Linked DNA regions of Mus musculus: all the other regions are linked to region 3. The links are chromatin contacts, called in public HiChIP or PLAC-seq maps. All regions are on one chromosome and are shown on one strand. Each heading gives the region's core, a stretch centred on a gene start, on an enhancer-like site or on the middle of the called end of the contact. The rest is flanking DNA. Distances are from core to core; before and after follow the strand shown.

Region 1 (3,552 bases), core at 431-2,930, 76 kb after region 3:
TTCTCTCTGTGAACCACGGGGCCTTATTCTTTGCCTGCATATCATGTTGATCTTTCTTCCTCTTCCTTTTCTTTCTTTCTTTTTTTTTTTAAAAAGAAAAATCACAAGAATATATAAAAGTTTTTGATGAATAGAACCTTACATTTTTAGGAGAAAACGGCTGGAGCAGTCTGGGGCTCGGGGCCGCCTGTTGCTCTTCAGTGAAAGCTTCCCACAGCCGTGGCTTTATTCCGCCCCACGTTCAGTGCCAGGATTTACATGACCACCGTGGGGAGGACAGCTGGATTTAGCATAAAGAAGAATAGCTGCCTTTTCCCTGGGGAGAGACAAAAAGGATAAGTGCATAAGGCACAGAGACAATATTATCGAGAATTATATTTCTGCTCAGCTCTTTTATTCCCTCTGAATCCTGGATTCTGTTGCAAATAACAAAAGCAAGAAACCAGTTGGCCTAAAGCCAAGGTCTGGGATTGTTGAAGACTAGTCAGCTCTCACTGTCTGAAGGTTCCACATCCACGAATCAATCAATCATAGGCTGAAAATGTTTTTTTTTTTTTAAGAACTCGTCTGTACTAAGTGTGTAGACTTTTTTTCATGTATAATTCTCTAAACAATACCATATAACTACGAAGGTGCCATGCATGTTTTATTGGGTATCATAAGTAATCAAGAGATGCCTTAAAAGATACAGGAGGATGTGTACATCATTTACAAGGGACTGGAGCATCTTCGGATCCTTGTGTCTCTGTGTGTGTGTGTGTGTGTGTGTGTGTGTGTGTGTGTATGTGTATGTGTGGCGGGGGAGGGGAGGCTGGAATCCTATGGATAACAATGAATTCATTATGAGAAAAAATGTGCTTATTAATGATAGTTCTATATTACTTGGGTTTATTTCTTGTTTGTTGAGATTGGCAAGAAGCATGAATTCGTGATGATTTGAATTAGAGAGGAAAAAGAAGAATTTCTGGGAGAATTCTTCCCCAAACACAAAGGGAATTTGCTTGTTTGGTTTTATTGTTGTTTGGTTGTATCTTGTAGTAGTGTTTTTAACATGTTTATTACTCAGATATAGCTTTGGAGTTCTTATAATTTTACACTTATTTATTATGTCTGCCTGTCAGGCATGGGGCGGGGGGGGGGGGGCATATATACATCCACACATGTGAAGGTCAGCTAACAGCTTGTGGGAGTCAGTTTGAACTTAGGTGGCAGGTGCCTTCACTTGCCAAGCTATCTTGCAGGCCCTGGTTTTGCACAGAGACCTTATTATTATTATTTTTTTAATAATGGCTGCTATTCTTTTTTTTTTTTTAATATATGTAAAGTACACTGTAGCTGTCTTCTGACACTCCAGAAGAGGGTGTCAGATCTCGTTACGGATGGTTGTGAGCCACCATGTGGTAGCTGGGATTTGAACTCTGGACCTTCGGAAGAGCAGTAGGGTACTCTTACCAACTGAGCCATCTCACCAGCCCCAGAGATCTTATTTACAGGTAACCTGACAAACACAGGTGAAGCCAATGACCTCAAAAGGTTCTTTGGAATTTCCGAGCTAGCCACCCACACATAGAACTCTGTTGTTCTTCCTAGATTGGTTTCTTTGTTACGGCTCATCCCAGTCCATTACAAGAAGCCAAGGCAGGAACTTGGGGCGGGAACCTGGAGGCAGGAAGTAACACAGAGGCCATGAAAGAGTACTTATCAGCTGTCTTTCCCTGGCTTGCTCTGGCTTGCTCCACTACCTTATACATCTCAGGACCACCTGCCTAGGGGTGGCGCCATCTGGGTCTCTTCCCATCAATTAGCAATTTTAAAATACCCTACAGACCTGCCCATAGGCCAATCTGCTGGAGGCAACTCTAGTAGAGACTCCCTCTTCCTCCCTCTTCCTACATATGCCAGCTTGACGGCCAAGGTTAAACTCCGCACCCTCCCTGCAGCCGTTTATTATTTTTCCTGGCTTAGGGGCTGGGCCATCTAAATAGAAGCGGTGAGAAAGTTCACAAAACCTTACAAAGATCTTAAGGTTTCATGATTATAACATTTGCCACTAGATTTTTATGGCTTCTCTTTATCAGGTCTTTTAGCCTCAATTTACTAAGAATTTCTAACATTAAAAAAAGATTAGCCGGGCAGTGGTGGCACATGCCTTTAATCCCAGCACTTGGGAGGCAGAGGCAGGCAGATTTTCTGAGTTCGAGGCCAGCCTGGTCTACAGAGTGAGTTCCAGGACAGCCAGGGCTACACAGAGAAACTCTGTCTCCTAAAAAAACAAAAAACAAAACAAAACAAAAAAAAAACAAAACAAAAAAAAAGTTATTGGGTTGGAACTGATAGCTCAAGACTATAATCCCAGCACTTGGGAGCTGAGGTCAGAGTATTACTGAAAGTTCTAGGATAGCCTTGGCTACAGACTGAAAGACTGTCTTATTAAAAAGGGAATTCGAAAGACTATTAAACTTAGTTGCTTTTTAAAAATCTGTTGAAGTAAAATGTTTTCATCAGTAATATACTGAATAATGGTGAATGCCAAATGGGCTTTGTAATGTCAAATTAATTTTTATTTTAGACAGGGTCTTGATATGTAGACCAGGCTAGCCTAAAACTCACAGACCTCATCATGCTTCTGCCTCCTACGTGCTGGGATTAAAGGCATGCATATCATGCCCATCCTGGGCTACCTTTATTGTGGAAACAAGCCTAGCTTGGTTCTAATGAAGTAAGCTTTTATATATTGTATAATATATTAACATATGATCTAATAAGTTAATATAATATATTATATACAATACATGTAATATATTACTACTGGGTGGGTAATATTTAAGACTGTGATACACACATACAGGTGGGGAGGGAGAGAGAATGGGGTTCTCTATAAACTCCATCTTGAATTCCTGGGTTCAAAAGGTTCCCCTGCCTCAGCTCCCCATGTTGGCTTAAGATTTTTAAACCAATTCTATTTTCTTGGAAGCATCTCCATCCTATCTTATCTGGAGGTAGCTCCAGATTGCACCAGCAGCAGACGTGAGCCATGGCTGGGGTATGAAGCCAAATCTTGTGCTTAGTATCTGAAAGATATGGGAGCTGACCATACACATCTGTCAGATGCTTGCATTAATCACTAGCTGGGCTTCGTGTTTTCTTTGTGGAAAGAATTAGAAGCCCGAATCAAACTTCCCTAGTGATGGGAGCAGAGTTTTGTGGCTGATTTGATGTGGACAGCAACTCCTGAGTTCTAAATAGACATTAAAGGTTTCAAACCCTTAGCTGTCAGATGAACCATGGACAAAGGACCACAGGAGCCCTCAGCCAGGTCACCTCTGGTCATAAAGATCCTCAACTCTTCACTCCACTGTGTCTTTGATGCATCTTACTTAATTTTCATGATTTCACCATAAAAATCTTATGTACGTTTTAAAGAAACATTTCAGATACGCCTTAACCTCTGTTTCCATTGTAACGCATGTCTTGTGATTGTGTTTTTGCTATAGCATAGGTCTGAAGTTATAGTTCATATATTGTATATCAGTAGCGGCAAACGTCCTCTCT
Region 2 (3,688 bases), core at 310-2,809, 100 kb before region 3:
AACATTGAGGCCTGAAATGCTTCAGAATGGAAGTTTGTTTTTTTCCAATTTTTAACTTTTTTCCCTCCCCTCTTTCCCTTTCTCCTGCTCCATCTGGCCCATAGATTCTTTATTATTTGTTTCTAATTATAGATGGTTGTGAGCCACCATGTGGTTGCTGGGATTTGAACTCATGACCTCCGGAAGAGCAATTGGTGCTCTTACCCACTAAGCCATCTCACCAGCCCAGAATGCAAGTTTTTGAGCATTGATTTGATAATAGGGGTAGCAAATTCTATACCTAATGTAATGGGCTGAGATCAAGACACAAGCACAGTGAAAAAAGGCATTAAAGTCACCTTCGGGCTGCTTACAGAAAGGTGTGTAGATTACTTTTTTCTTGCTGGGATAAAGCACTATGACTAAGGCAACTTCTACAAGAAATTTATTTGGGCTGACGGTTCCAGAGGAATGAGCCTGTCGTGGCAAGGAGGCAAGCAGCAGACATGGCTACAGGTGCCCGAAGCTGAGCGCTCACCTCTTCAAACACAAGCCGGAAGCAGAGAGGGAAATGGAGCTGATGGGAAGTTTTTAATTTTTTAATTTCTAAGTCCGCCTCCAGGGACACACAAGGCTATACCACCTAAACCTCCCCAGACAGCGACCAGCTAGGGACCAAGTGTCCAAATGCCCCAGGCTATGGGAACATTTTTCAGTCGAACCTTCAGAGTATGCATGAAACAGTGGGACTTTAGTTTTGGATACTTTAAGGGGCAGGTGTGGCGGTCTCTTTAGTGTCCCAGCACTAGAGAGAGGGGAGGCAAGAAGAATAGCTTTGCCGGGTATGGTGGCGCACACCTGTAATCCCAGCACTAGAGAGAGGAGAGGCAAGAAGAACAGCGTCTACTATATAGAGTTTGAGACCAGCCTAGACTACCTAAGACCCTGCCTTTTAAAAAAAAAAAAATCAAACAACCCAACAAAAATAACAGCAGTAAAAAGATTTCCCATTAGTATATGCAAATAATCTGAAATTAAAAATCCTTCTCTGAAGTGCGTAGTAAATAAAATACAGCACACGCTATCGCCAGCTAGGCACCGCTCGTGGTCTCAGTCTTGTCCCAGCCCGGTACTGAGCCCGAATGTTGTTCTTTGCCAAGGCCTCTCCAGATCTCCAAGATAGCTCTCTCCCCGCAGCTGGCTGCTGCCAAACCTGCTCAGCACTCCTAAATTTTCATGGCTAGCTGGGGCGCCGCACTCTTCCAAACCCACACTCTGCCGTGGTTACCTTTCCCTGGAGCTCAGTTGAATTGCCACGAGATGGAAAACACCAGACAATCTTAGTTTAGAACCAAACGAATAACACAATCACTGGGCACAGAATCTAGCATCCTAGCATTTACCAACTACTCTATGTTAGAAATCTTCCAGTGGTGGATTCTAGTGGACTCCGCCACCTGAACTAACAGCCCCCGGGCGACATCTTGGTTACCTGGCTTCCACCGTCCAAAAGGAAGTCCCCTACTCCTGCTTTCCCCTTTCCTCTCTTTGACCAGGAAGGTCCGCCTCCTTCTCGCCCAGTGATTGGCTTCTTCTTGTCTTTAACCAATTAGGGGAAAATTCCTCTGTTCTTGTCCTAGTCATTTTGGAGTCTGCATCCATCCGGAGTCTGCATCCATCCATCCATCCAATCACTTTTTCTATGTTTGTGAGTGTGGTGTATGGTGACTATGGAGTAGGGATAGGGGCACCTACAAGAACCAATGTACACCTTCTCTTGCTGAACCTGCAGGGAGACTGACAGTCAACAAGTTCCAGCAATCCTCCAGCCTCTGCCTCCCAAGTGCTATGGTTACAGAAATTTGCATGGTCACCCTTGGTCTTTTATGTGGGTACTAGGAATTTGAACTCGGGTCTCATGCTTGGGTAGCAAGCTCTCTTACACTCTGAGCCATCTCGGAAACTATATCCACTCCATCCACCCTCTCATTCTCTTGTTTCTTCCTTTTGTCTTTTATAAATAGGAAACGGGAACACACAGTTACATGCTTCTCTGTCCTGTGTCGTGTGTCATCGTCCTCCTGCCCACCCCCACTCCGACCACCCTTTTTGGTGGTGTTAGGTATCAAACCCAGGGCCTCCTCCACGGTGTGCAAATGCCGTACCTGTGAACCATACCCTCAGCCCACACTCTCTTCTTATTTCTTTCTCCAATTAGCCCCTCTCCCAGATAGGAACAAAGATTTTTCTCATTTCTGCAGCCGTCCACTCAGATTGAAATCAGATATGCTGTCTCCCTCCGCCCCACCTCCGCCCCACTCCTTTGGTCTTCATGACGCTCTGGCTTCGTTTTGGGCAGTCATGTTCCAGTAGCGGTGGTTGGCTTGCCAGCCTCCTTCAAGTCTGCTGTCAGATTTCTTTTGTATTGATGTCCCTTGCCACTTGCAGTAACCCCATGACTACTGTGGCCCTCTCTTTCCACCCCGGCCCGTCTTCATCAAACCTGTCCAGGGACTGAGGATTTAGCTCAGTTGGTAGAGTGCTCGCCCAGCTGGTCTCAGGTCCTGGTCTGATATCTAGCACTGCATGGTAGTCATCTATGCAGTCCCTGAACGGGGATGGGGTGGGGTGTGGTGGGGTGGGGTCGGGGGAGTAGGTGGGAATGGTTGGGGGATCAAGGTAGGAGGATGAGAAGTTCAAGGTCATAGAGAGTTTCAGGCCAGCCCAGGATATAGGGATCCTGTTTCAAAAACAAAAACAAACAAATATCTACATGTGTCCTATTATGCCAAATGCTGAAGAGCAAGGAAAGACATGTGTAACAAGAACTGCTAGAATATTCTTATTGTTATCAGCATCTAGAATTCAAGTACTGATAGTGCTAAATATCTCAAACAGTTTGTTCTTTTGTTAAGGTTGATTTTCATTATTTTATTAACTCTGTCTCCTGGAGCTAGACTTCCAGCCGTTTGTGAGTCACTGAACTCATCTGCTGCGAGAGCAGTGGGATGCTTTTATGGTGCTCCATTTCTCTAGCCCCGCTTTGCTTTTTTTGCTTTTGCTCCTTTGCTTATAGACCTGCTCTTTCAACATATCAAAGGCTCACTTTATCTTTATTGCACAGAAGCGTGCATGATCTAGAGTCCTAGGGAAAGAATGAGCCTGTCTAAGGACTAAGATGAGTGGGTTTGTAGTAGAGCCAGGATTAAAACACAAGCCGACTTCAGGACTGGCCTTTGAAGTCATGTGGTCAGGGCATGATGGCTCTGGACAGAGGTGCCTCTCCAGTGCTTTTGAGAGCGGCAGCTAGTGAAGAAGTCCAGCATTATTCTGAGTGCAAATATTGTTTATTTCAAGCTAGGTTGTACTTTTTTGGTTGGTTGCTTGAGACAGGATCTTGTTATATAGACCAGGCTGGCCTTGAACTAGGATGCACCTCCTGACTCTGCCTTACTTTCCCAGTGCTGGGGTTTCGGGTGTAGGCTGTCTGGCTTAAGACTGTATAAGCTATCTATCTATCTATCTATCTATCTATCTATCTATCCATCCATCCATCCATTTATTTTTATTTATTTATTTTTGGAGTCAGGGTTTCTCTGAGTACCCCTGGCTGTTCAGAAAGGACAGCTCTGTAGACCAGCCAGGCTGGCCTCAAACTCACAGAGATCCACCTGCCTCTGCCTCCCAAGTGTTGGGAAAAATGATATCG
Region 3 (3,784 bases), core at 841-3,340:
GCTTCCAATCCTGTGTCTCTCCCCAATGGTGAGCCTGTGCAATTACCCACACTCCAGGAGGCTACAGACAAGCCTTTACCCTGCAAACAAAATGCAGCTTGTAGGCCACACCAGCTGCCAAACCACACACAGTGTTAGATTTAGAGAGCTAAGAAAACCTTTCCAACTCTATAGTCTAAGCAATAAAAATATAACTGTACCTGTGCAGAGAAAGCTTTAAATGACACTGTATAACGCACACAATGATACAACCTCCAACTTAATCAGAATGATAATGACGTATGCCAATCCTACATTACTTGAAATTGAGCGATTTTTACGTCTGACAAGTTTACAGAACTGGGATAAATGGCACGAGTGATTTCAATATATGCTCATACTTTTGAACCAAATGGTGAAGGTTAAAATTTTTCCTTTCAAGGGCCTCAATCAGCCACAAAGGAAAACAGTAATCACTGTCTTTTCAGCCAGCCCAACCGCATTTGTCAGCCCTTTCTCCGTCAATGCAGCCAGAGCAATCAACCTGCCAAACATTCAGAATGGAAAAACAATCTGAAAATACAGGGTATAATGCACCTGCCAGTGAAAATGGCCATTTCAAGAAAAGCTAGTGATCTCAGTGACCCTGCTGAGGAGGCGGTGGCGCAAAGGGGAAAGAACACGTAAAAGAATTCTTAGTGATCGCCACTCTCTTGCACACTGACACTTCCTTACAAAGCATGCCAATTACAGCTTTTGTGCTACTTAAAAAAATGAAAGCTTTTTTGGGGCAAAATAATCACATAGAGAAACAGAAAGACACTACTCCTTCTTAGATGAATTCTCATACACAAAGGATTATTAATCTGAAAACAGTGTGTCTGATGGTGACTCTATCTTGTACTGTTCCAACATTAGGATGCAACTCTGCCAGAGAAAAATCTTCAGGGATACCGAAATGAAATAATTTAATTACATTTATTTATAAGCTGAGTTCTAGAATAACTTAACATGAGTGTTGCTCTCATACCACTGTGGGTTTCTTTCTCCTTTCTTTTCTTTTTACATTTAGTATGAGAAAAAAACATACCTCAGCTTTTGCTAATACCATCAGCTTTCCTAATTCTATTAACTACCAGGTTCACTGTATGTAAATTCTAAAACTAAGGATATAAAGTCTCCCTAGATCCAGCACAAGTCCTTCTCGAGCATGGTGACTTATAAATGACAGACTCCAGCCCATATTGTCTCCTCCCTCTACTTGGCTGTACTACCCCACTCCTACTTACCATTCCCAAAGATGGGGGTCAAACTCCTGTTGTAATGCATATATATATGTATGTATATATATATATATATATGTATATATATAGTCAGCATATTTTAGTGCTAAGTGACTGCATAATGTGCATATTTAACAGGAAAGATTTCATACAGACATTCTTTCCTTCTGAAACATTAATGTGGATAGTGTGTTAGCCGCTGATCTGTGTATGTTTGCTACACAACATTTGCCAACACAGGTGGATGGTTAACAGCAATTCCTTAAACACAACCCTTAGAATTCCATTTTAGAATCAATAAACTGATATCCTTTTCTATAATGATTAACCATGGACTTAAAAACTGTAATTAATACTTAAACCAAGTTTCAGAAAGGCCATTTAAGTAATTATCCAAGAATATAAAAGCAAACATTAGGCTGCTCTAAAAAAACTCTACAAAAATAGACTATTTTCACTATAAAGGATATTTTCAGTAATTACCTACTATGTGTGTGTATCTATACACATACATGTATAATAGGTTATTTACTACACACATGCACACATATATGTATGTCAAGTACAAGATTGTTTCTCTGAGTCAATATGCCCTTCTTAATAAGTATTTTTACAACCATGCTATCATAGGACCACTAATGAAGCCCCAGATTTCAACACCACAGTTGTAAAGCTTGCCTCCGACACTCCCTGTTACATGGTAAGCTATAACATACTTAAAACTGGAAGAAGGTAAGGGATCAGGAAGACTGCCAGCCACATCACTTTACTGATGAATATTCATTGCTCCGTGCTAAGTGATTAACTCCGTGCTTGCCTTGAGGGGGAAGCTGAGGTTTCAGCTGAGCAGGAAAGAGCACAGAGAAGTGGCAGCGGCTTTAGAACGCCCATCTCTTGTGAAATGCATGTGAACTAAATCTAATGAACCCCTGGATTTTTACTTTGAGTTAACACCCAAATTGTGATGCATTTTGGTGAGAATAAAAGAAAACTGTTGTGTAAATTAAGCTGCACTACAGACAACAGCAAGGAGTGAAATTCCAGTTGCTAGAACAATCAGCAAAGCGGTGGGTTAATCGGTTAAATCATCTGTGAAATGGGTGGCTTCTGCCCACCTGAAGGAAGATGGCTTCTGAACGGGTTCTCTTATTTACATGCCATTCATACTTAAGGTGCGTTTAAGAAGCCATAAAGTACACTTTTGACTAATTCTACAATATCTGTGTTTAAACAGTAATATGCAAGATCTTAGAAAGTCCATAATAAACAAACACTGTCACTTATAAATCCCTTATAATTTCCAGCATACAGTTAATAGATCCCATCTTGAGTGCATTGCTATTCGGGAAATATTAATGCTGGTAACAGTTCATTGCTAGTCTTCTTATATTGGTATGAACCCTTTTAAGATGATTTAATATCTCATGATGAATTCCTAACTTAAACCAGGGCATTTGTGGCTCATAAAAATTATTCAATTTATAAGTATCCCTATAAACATTTATTAGCAGTGGGAATTTCCCAATCATTAGTTTAAAAGTCCAGACCAGACAGGAATGACTTTCCCCTAATATTTTTTAAATAACCTTAAAAATCTATCTGTCTGTCCATCCATCCATCCATCCACCTACCTATCTAATCCATCCATCTACCTACCTATCTAATATGTGTATGTATGTGTGTAGGCACATGCCTGGGCCCATGTGTGTCACGTGGACATGTGAATGTCAGAGAATAACTTACGGAGGTAAGTTCGCAATGTGGGTCTTGGAGATCAAAGCCAGTCATCAGGGTTGGCAGCAAAAGTGTCATTACCCACTGAGCCATCTTGCCCACCCCCTGTGAATCTATTTTCTTCTGCTGCTTTTTTTTTTAAAGATTATTTATTTTATGAGTGCTCTATGTGCACATATACCTGAGTGCCAGAAGAGGGCATCAGATCCCATTACAGATGGTTGTGAGCCAACACGTGGTTGCAGGGAATTGAACTCAAGACCTCTGGAAGAGCAGATAGTATTCTTAACTGCTAAGTCATCTCTCCAGCCCTAAATCTATCTTCTTATACCTTCAAATCAAATGGATATTTAAGACAGTTTCCAAAGGAACAAAGTTGTAGCAGTATATCCATAAGATTCATTCTTTTTCTTAGTTCTGTTTTTTTTCCCCCTTCTTGAATAGAATCACTTGTATTTGCTTAATGATTTGTATTTTCATCAAGGGAAACAGAGCTGACATTTTAATCCTGAGTATTTTGAATTTGGATATAATGTTTGGGAGATAAGAAAAGGATAAAGTAGAAAGCATATGCCATCTATTTTTGCATGGGATTTGTCTCAACATAGTCTTGGTTTTTTTTTTAAAGATTTATTTATTATTATAAATAAGTACACTATAATCTCATTACGGGTGGTTGTGAGCCACCATGTGGTTGCTGGAATTTGAACTCAAGACCTATGGAAGAGCAGTCAGTGCTCTTAACCACTGAGCTACCTTTCCAGCCCCCATAGTCTTATTTTTAATCT

Evidence for each region. HiChIP or PLAC-seq counts read pairs in DNA pulled down with a chosen protein or histone mark.
Region 1: a contact with region 3 is called in an H3K27ac HiChIP or PLAC-seq map of embryonic stem cells, with 6 read pairs. The contact joins two enhancer-like sites. A contact is called at or near these places in 4 of 15 datasets of contacts at CTCF or cohesin (embryonic stem cells and pro-B cells), 81 of 484 Hi-C or Micro-C datasets (the AML12 cell line, the AtT-20 cell line, the Ba/F3 cell line and 29 more), 10 of 115 datasets of contacts at active chromatin or transcription factors (bone marrow-derived dendritic cells, embryonic stem cells and stem cell-derived neural progenitor cells) and 2 of 9 other capture datasets (adipose tissue and pancreatic islet).
Region 2: an H3K27ac HiChIP or PLAC-seq map of embryonic stem cells shows a contact between it and region 3, with 7 read pairs. The contact joins two enhancer-like sites. A contact is called at or near these places in 1 of 15 datasets of contacts at CTCF or cohesin (embryonic stem cells), 8 of 484 Hi-C or Micro-C datasets (the AML12 cell line, embryonic stem cells and undifferentiated spermatogonia), 5 of 115 datasets of contacts at active chromatin or transcription factors (embryonic stem cells and microglia) and 3 of 9 other capture datasets (adipose tissue, liver and pancreatic islet).

The regions. Positions count from the first base shown.
Region 1 is chr2:71,165,514-71,169,065 of GRCm38.p6, reverse strand. No RefSeq gene overlaps it. Among named protein-coding and RNA genes, the nearest start is that of Gm39576, 12 kb to the right of the region's middle. Within about 2 kb of position 1,680, at least 14 of the 459 cell types and tissues checked have an H3K27ac peak or open chromatin away from gene starts, as enhancers often do. A contact at or near this core is called in embryonic stem cells, where this site is marked.
Region 2 is chr2:71,345,767-71,349,454 of GRCm38.p6, reverse strand. All of the region lies in intron 2 of Slc25a12 (solute carrier family 25 (mitochondrial carrier, Aralar), member 12), which reads left to right. Among named protein-coding and RNA genes, the nearest start is that of Slc25a12, 20 kb to the left of the region's middle. Within about 2 kb of position 1,559, at least 11 of the 459 cell types and tissues checked have an H3K27ac peak or open chromatin away from gene starts, as enhancers often do. A contact at or near this core is called in embryonic stem cells, where this site is marked.
Region 3 is chr2:71,241,772-71,245,555 of GRCm38.p6, reverse strand. All of the region lies in intron 5 of Dync1i2 (dynein cytoplasmic 1 intermediate chain 2), which reads right to left. Among named protein-coding and RNA genes, the nearest start is that of Dync1i2, 32 kb to the right of the region's middle. Within about 2 kb of position 2,090, at least 8 of the 459 cell types and tissues checked have an H3K27ac peak or open chromatin away from gene starts, as enhancers often do. A contact at or near this core is called in embryonic stem cells, where this site is marked.